Regions from separate parts of the Sus scrofa genome. Here region 2 is linked to region 1. The links are chromatin contacts, called in public Hi-C maps. All regions are on one chromosome and are shown on one strand. Each heading gives the region's core, a stretch centred on a gene start, on an enhancer-like site or on the middle of the called end of the contact. The rest is flanking DNA. Distances are from core to core; before and after follow the strand shown.

Region 1 (3,764 bases), core at 382-2,881:
CCTGGGGTTGGGGAAGGAAAGAAGAAAACCCAGAGATCCACCATTCACAAACATCCCCAGTAAAAGGACTCTCCTTATGGACAACCTTGAGCGACTTCACCTTTCAGAGCCTCAGTATCTTCATCTGGAAAGTGGGTATGGTATGAATACTCATTTCCGAGACTTGTAGGGATTAAACAACACACATTGTGCCGCCTGGCACACAGTAAGTATCAATACAATACAGCAATAATGTATTATATATTATAATTCAATACTACCAAGAACATGCTATTATTTACTCTTTGCGGAGCCCCAATTCTTCCACCTTCAGAATCTGGGCTCCCTTTCAGGACCTGTTTAAGAAATCTGTTCTTCCCACGTGTGTAGTTCAGACAGCAGTCCTCAGTGGGTGGGGCCAGGCAGAGGCTTCCCTGTCCATTACTGAGGTTTCCAAGGCCCTGGCAGGGACTCCCTCCCCATCCCCCTCCTGCTCTCCTTGGGGCTCCCAGCTTCCCAGCAGCTCCCAGCTCCTGAGGGACGGGAAGTGTGTGTGTTTGGAGAGGGAGGGAGTCTTCCCCCAGTTATTGTACCCAGAGTCAGCATCCTGGAGCCAGGCCCCCGGGGCTCTCTGTGCTGGCCGCACTGGCACCTGCACCAGCCTCCTCCTCTTCCCAGCCCTCAGGGGTCCTGGTGGCTGGGCACTCAGACAAGCTGTGTGCTAGCCTGGGCTCTTGCACAAACTTGCTTTGTGACGTTGGGCAAGTCCCTTCCCCTCTCTGAGCCTGTTTGCTCCTGCGATCAAACAGAAGAAGAAGAAAAAAAGAATGATTCCATGACTTGATGTAAGTGATTCAGAGGAGAAAAGGGAAAAGGAAGTTAAGAAAACCAGGGGTTTTGTCCAATAGTGTCCAGTCACTGGTACTCCAGGCAAAGCCACTGAGATCTGAATAACTCTCCCCAATTACCCAGGTCACCGCAGGAATGGAGACCTAGTTTGACCAACTCCCAGAGAACACAACCCTCTGCTTTTCTTCTCTGGTTCCAGCCTGGCCTCTTCCAGGGGCTTTAACCCTGTTTACAGAAATGGGAATTTGCATGATGAAAATAACCCCAGCCGGACTGCGATTTTACTGAGCTTGGCACAGGGCTCGGAAAAAGCGGCTGCATAGCCAATTACTGGAATTTTTAAACACAAATAATATTTTATGGGATCAGTGGGCTGGCGCGGGGCCGCCGCACCCGGCGCGGCTCCTCCGCCCACAAACAAGCTCTGATTGTGCGGCGGGCGAGCGCGCCAGCCCGGGGCTGGGAGGTGGGAAGGGGGTACGCCGGCGGGCCGGGGTCCCGCGCGGGCAGGTGCAGCGCGGGGCTTGACGGCCGGGGCTTGGGCGGGTGGGGAGCTTCCGCGAGGCCCAGGCGGGGTGGCGAGCGCCCGGCGCCCGGCTCACCTGCAGCGCCGCGCCTGGAAGTGTTTAGCGCGAAAGGGCGCGCCCAGCCCGATGCTCCCCCGCCCGGCGCCCGCCCGCTGGGCCTGGCCCGCGCCCCGCGCCCTTGGCATGGCCGTGGCCGCCGCGCCGCCTCCGGAAGGCCGGCTTCCCGGAACGGCCCGAGGGCGGCGGGGAATCCGCGCCGAGGCCCTGGAGCCAGCCCTCGCCTTCCCAATCCCGCCCGAGCCGCGCTGGCGCGCTGGAGGCCGACGCCGGAGCGGCGGGGCTGCCGCTAGAGGCCAAGGCGGGTCGAGGGCCCAGCCCGAGGGACGGGGATCTCCCCGCAGCCCCACCAGGGGTCCCCATTCCCGCTGGGCCTGGCCCGGGACCCTGAGAGGCTGACCTTCCAGGCAGCCGCGCACTCCCCGCCGGGGGCTCGTCCTTGCCGCCCGCCCGCCTTCCCTCGCCGAGCGCCCGGCCCCAGCACGCACAGGGTTAAGCAGGAGCAGGTGTGTCGCCAGATGCCGCTCACCACCCCTCTCCCCCCGCAGCCCCGTCGGCCGCCTCCTCCTCCGCCCACCCGCTCAGAACCAAACAGTCCCAAATAAAAGTGCTATTGTTGCCTTTCCCCACCCCCGCCGCTGCCCCGCCACCTGGAGCGGAGCCCGGTCCCCTCTTCACCTGCCCCGGGGCCGGCCGGGGGGAAGGGGAATGGGGCCTTCGAGCGGGGACTTCCGCTCCCCCCTCCCCCGCCCCTAGTTTCCCCTCCCCCAGTGCCCCCAGCACTGACCCCTGGGCCAGCCGCGGGGGCTGTGGCTTGGGGAGTGGGGGGGCTCCTTTCTAGCCTGAGGGCTGGGTTCTGGCCTCTCCCCACCCCTCCCTCTAGCCCCCACCCTCACCGGCTAGACCGGCGGCGGGGTGTACAAAGCCGGAGAACAGTAGGCCCTGTCGAGGCACCCGGGACTGTACCAGCCTCACTTGGCAATTGACAGCTGGTATTTTTAAACAATTATTTGTCCCTCAACAAGTCAAGGAAGGCGAGGTACGAGTGATGACTCTCTTTAGTACAGACCCAGAAGCAGAGGCACGCAGAGGTGAAGGGTCCAGCCTACAGTCAGGACACTGCTGAACGTTGGGGTTCCGCTGAGAACTCAGGTCTGTGGGCTGTCCTGGCACTGCCCGGATCAGGAGCTCATTTGGTGGACAAGGAATGGGGGAACCCCAGAGACTGGCAGCCTGGCACCACTTCAGACTCACTGTAGGACCTCGGACGAGTTACCCTTCCCCAGGTTTCTTAAATCAATGGGGGTGGACTAGCGTGATTCCTGAATTCTGAATCCAAGGGACTGGCTGAGCCCCGGAGGTCTGGGGGCCCGGGGTGGGACCCCTACGAGTGAGAGAGGGCGCCGCAGCCTGTGCAGACGGAAGAAAACGTATTTCTGCTTTCGCTCCCCATCTCCGCCAGCCTCCCTCCCCCACCCCGCCCTGCCTCCATCCCTCCTGCTGGCCCCAGGGAGGCTGAACTAAGAGGTTAAATAAATATCTGACGGTGACTCAAGGAAACGAGTCAAGACCGTTGCCGAGAGAAGAAACCCAGACCTCGGTGAAGATCCGCCCCCGAGCCACAGCAGCCCCCGCTCTGCCCTTGATGCGGAGCCCTGCCCCGCCTCGGGTCTCGCCCAAGTGCCCCGGGATAGCCAGCCCCCTCTCCCCGACCTGCTTCAGCTCTGTGCTTTGGCTTTGCTGGGGCCGGGGGCGTGCGCGCAGAGTTACCGTATTTCCTCTTCTTGCGCTCTAGGTTTTGAGCGCAGGTATTTAACGTCTCCAACCCATGGGAAAGTCAAGAGGCTTGAGATTTGTTTTTATTCTTTTAGCTCTACCATAACCTCTCTCCTGACCTGCCGACCTGTCGATGCTGTTTCCTGTCCCCACCTGAACGTTTAGCGGGCCTCTCACACCTAACTTGTCCAATTTGAAATGCTGATCTTTTCCCCCAGACCTGCTCCTTTCTGGCTTCTCTACTCTATCTCGGAAAAGGGCAACTTCATCTTTCCAGTTGCTCCAGAAGAAAATCTTGGAGTTATTATCAACCTCTCTCTTCTCCTATCATCATTCATCCAAATGCCTGAGCGAATCTTGTTTATTTTGCCTTCAAAATGTGTCCAGAATCTGCTCCTCTTCACCACTTCCCACTACCCCCCCCAATCCCAACCCACCATCTTCTCTTGCCTGGATTGTCTCGAAACACCTCCTAACTTGTCAGTCTGCATGCCCTTGCCCCCCTCAGTCTGTTCTCAATAAAGCAACCAGGGTTATATTTTAAAAACCAAGATCATATCCCTCTTCTGCTCAAAA
Region 2 (3,764 bases), core at 503-3,002, 110 kb before region 1:
GGGATCCCAGACACGCGGTGATCTCCAGACGCCTTAAACCCCAGGCGCTGGAGTGAAGCGTAAAAGGCCAGGCAGGGTTGGCAAGAGAGGCCGGCAGTGCAAAGGGACAAGCCGGGTGTTCTCTGGGCTCAGGGTTTCTGCGTTCCCCTATCCTCTTTCCCCCAACTACAGAGTCCGAGTGGGATGCCGATGGGTCCAGAAGGTCGCCCCACTTGGGGAGAAGGAATCCACAGACGTTAGGGCCTCTAACTCAGAATCCGCCTCCCGCGAAATCACACGGTCCTTTGCCCGGGAGGCCGGGATCCCAGGTCGCTCAGGGCGTCCCGCATTCTAGTGCCTCGGGCTGTAGCCGGGCTCAGCTCGAGTTAGTTTGGCGTTGATGGGGAGCGCGAGGCTGGGGCGCCAAAGGGGTGACCACCGGTCAAAGAGAGGTGTCTGGGGGGTCAGTCCAGGGGAGATGCCACAGTCAGCAGTCTGAGGGGGCGTCCTGCTTGGTCGCTCAGAGACACTCTTCCCAGGCGGCCTCCGAGCCCTGCTGCCGCCCTCTCTTTACCCGCTACGCGGTGAGGCAAGGCTCTCCCCAAACGGGGTGAATAAGGATATCCGCCGGGTCAGCCCCCACCCTCCAGCACGAAATCACAAGGGGCCGTTTCCAAACGCTTTCAAGTCCTCAAGAAGTTTTCCCTCTATCTCCGAGCTGACCGAGTGATGGGGGAAAGGCGCTGACTGGCCCCGAACCTGCGGGATGAGACCGCAGCAAAACGAGTGCCCTCCCCATCCAAGGCGACGCGGCGGGTAGCAGCGCGGTCCCCCACCCCCCCGCCCCATCTGCCTCCGGCGCGTCTTGGGGAGTCCTAGACAGACTGGGTTTGGGGGAGCCCACTTCACCGCTTCCCTCCCCGGCTCAGGAAAGTCCGGACCGGGAAGTACTCTTTGTCTGACTCGGGGCCTGGGGGCTGGTGTCGCGCCCCCAAACACCCCATTCCCCGCGGGCAGGCCAGGAGGGGGCGGGGCCCAGATTCTTGGGGGGAGGGCGGGCCTCAGTAGCTTTTCCAGCCCCCCCACCCCCGCCGACCTCAACTGCCCCCCCCCCGGCCGCCGCCGCGCGCCGCCGCGCCGTAACCCCCACCTGTTCCCCAGGCAGCTCCGGGCCTCGGGGGCCCGGGGCCAGGGGCGAGGTGTCGCGGCTGCGCCGGGTCAGGGCGCTGCAGCCGGCCCCGGCTGGAACAAAGTGCGCCGGCCTGGGCCCGGCTCCTCCCGGCGCCCGGCGCTTCTCCGGCGGGCAGTTTGCAAACACAAAGTGAGCCAGTGAGCGGGCGAGAGAGTGCGCGAGCGAGGGAGTTGGTCTGGTCGCCGGCCCAGCCCCCACCCGCGTCCCCAGGGCTCCGGCCCGCCACCTACCTGTCCGGCCCGGCCGCTCCGTGCGGGCTCCGGCCCGTCAGCCCGCGCGGGGCATGGGGCTCGCTCGGGTCGCCGCCCGGGCCCGCCGCCGCCGCCCGCTGGGGCTGCCCCTCCGCGCCGCCCGGCGCCGCGCAGCTCCGGGGCGTCCTCCCTCCGCGCCGCGCCGGCCGGCCGCCGCGCGCCCTAGCCCCGCCGGGGCATCGCACTTTGGGGGCAGCTCAGCTCGCTCCGGCTGTGCTCCTTCTTCCCGATCCTCCCGCGACGCTAGTTCGCTCGCTCCGGCGCCCGAGCTCCGGGACCCCGGCGTCCCCGCCCCCGGCCCAGCCCTGGTTCCGGCCCGGGCTCCTCCCCGCGGCGCCGCCGCCGCCTGCGCCGCACCCTCCTCGCGGGCTGGGGGCTCCGTCCCGGCCGCCGGCCGCACCGTCCGGTCCTCAGGGGCGGCCGGCTCCGGACTCCGAGGGGCTGCGACTGAGCCCGGGCAGCGAGTGGCTGCGAGCGGGCGACGCGCGGGCGGGGCGGGAGAGGGCGGGGGAGGAGGAGAGAAGGGGAAGGAGGGAGCGCGCGGAGAGGGAGGGAGGAGAGAGCGAGCGAGCGGCGGAGGGAGGGGAGACCAACTTCTAGCGCTACCATAATTCGCCTAAAGCAGGTGCAGCAACTTTTTCCCTGTCGGGCGCCCAGCCCTGACCGAGAGGAGACCACGTGGACCAAACTTTAGGGAAAGAAGAGTGGGGATCTGGGGAGAAGACGCAGGGTTGCGGACCTGTGAAAGGGGGGGAGGCGGAGAGATTCCAGGGATTCACCCTAACCTGGTGAAGCCCAGGGCGCGTTTTGCAAACCCCAGCCTTTCTCTGGAGTCTGGAGGTACGGCCAAGCCCTGCTCCCACACGGTTCATTGGTTCCCGGCGGGCTGCGCCAGGCGCGGGGAGTGGCTATGGGTGGGGGGACGGGGACCAGAGCCCGGAGCCGCCGTCCTTCCTCCTCTCCCTCCGGTGCCCCACTGCGTGGGGCTGGGGGTGGGCTTTTGAACCCCGGGTGGGGGAGGTGGGGAGGTTCCTTCTGGGCTTTGTGAACGGTCACCCCGGGTGCGCCGCCGCCTCCCTCTCCGGAAGGGGAATTTCCCATAAAATGCTCTTCGAACCAGTGGGGAAAAAAAAAAAAAAAAAGGCCCAAAGCCGGATCCACGCGGGCAAAGCGAAGTGCAAAGTAGAAGCAATTATCCGGACAAATTAGATTGTAAACAAAACTCAACATCTTTTGCCTGAGGGCGGGGGACAGTGGGGGGAGGGACCGGAGGGATTGCGGCGGCGGTGGCAAAGATGTGCATCTGGCCTGGGAGGGGGAAGTCCGGATGAGGAAAGGCCCCAGATCCGAGGGGGAGGGCTGTGCTACCAGCCGGCGCCCCACTCAGAGACCCGTGGAAACCTGAATAAAATCCTCCCTCTGCCTTCCATCCCGCAAACGTCTCTGGTCTGGCTCTGTGTGTTGCGGTGGGGAGAGATGAGGAGCACCTCGGGGGTTGTCAAGGACTGCCCATGATCAGGGCAGGACCCAGCTATGAGAGGAGGGCGGGAAGACATTGACTCCAGAGGCTCTCCGGACCCAAATCGCCAGAGGCAGGTGGAGATGGCAGACAGGATGCTTCTGTGGCACGTGAGCTGGGGGTGCTTCAGGAATCAGAACTTAGGCTATGCCAGGGCTGTTGCCTGGGGAGAGAGGATTTCTTGGAAGAGAAAGTCTGCAATGGGACTTGGAAGAAAAGGAGAGGAGGCTCCCCTCTTGGATTTTCCATCAAGCATTCCTTCCCTTTTCTGTGGGTGCAAACAGCCAGAAGTAGCTGTGACGTCAGTGCGGGGGTCCAGATCCTATGTATTTGCTCTGCATAGGGCAGGTGTGACAAGGCATGGTTGGGTTCTGCTGGAGCCTTTCAAGTCATGAGGTGTGAAATTGTTGGGAGAAGGACTCTAAGTGCCATTTACGTGGATGCCACAGTGTCCTTTCCAGTGGAACAATAGCAGAAGCCGTAAGAATAAAATAACCACAGCTAAGGTTTGAATCCTTACAGTTCAGTCATAGGACTCATTTAACCCTATGAGTAGCGAGTACTATTACCTCCATTTAACCCTATGAGTTAGCGGGTACTATTCCCAATAACCCTATGAGTAGTGAGTACTATTACCTCCAATAGTACTTCCCAATAACCCTATGAGTAGCGAGTATTATTACCTCCCAATAACCCTATGAGTAGTGAGTACTATTACCTTCCCAATAACCCTATGAGTAGTGAGTACTATTACCTCCACTTTACAAAAAGATTAAGTCACCTGTCTAGGCTTCCTCGGCTTGTAAGTGATGAAATAGGATTC

Evidence for each region. Hi-C and Micro-C count contacts between places; a contact is called where the count stands out from the background.
Region 2: a Hi-C map of alveolar macrophages shows a contact between it and region 1, with 2.1 times the contacts expected there. The contact joins two enhancer-like sites. A contact is called at or near these places in 1 of 5 promoter capture datasets (fetal skeletal muscle), 8 of 47 Hi-C or Micro-C datasets (alveolar macrophages, embryonic fibroblasts, epiblast stem cells and 5 more) and 2 of 2 datasets of contacts at active chromatin or transcription factors (alveolar macrophages and skeletal muscle).

The regions. Positions count from the first base shown.
Region 1 is chr7:36,625,593-36,629,356 of Sscrofa11.1, reverse strand. No RefSeq gene overlaps it. Among named protein-coding and RNA genes, the nearest start is that of NCR2, 82 kb to the right of the region's middle. Within about 2 kb of position 1,631, at least 38 of the 83 cell types and tissues checked have an H3K27ac peak or open chromatin away from gene starts, as enhancers often do. A contact at or near this core is called in alveolar macrophages, retroperitoneal adipose tissue, skeletal muscle and 1 more, where this site is marked.
Region 2 is chr7:36,740,484-36,744,247 of Sscrofa11.1, reverse strand. No RefSeq gene overlaps it. Among named protein-coding and RNA genes, the nearest start is that of FOXP4, 18 kb to the left of the region's middle. Within about 2 kb of position 1,752, at least 59 of the 83 cell types and tissues checked have an H3K27ac peak or open chromatin away from gene starts, as enhancers often do. A contact at or near this core is called in alveolar macrophages, retroperitoneal adipose tissue, skeletal muscle and 1 more, where this site is marked.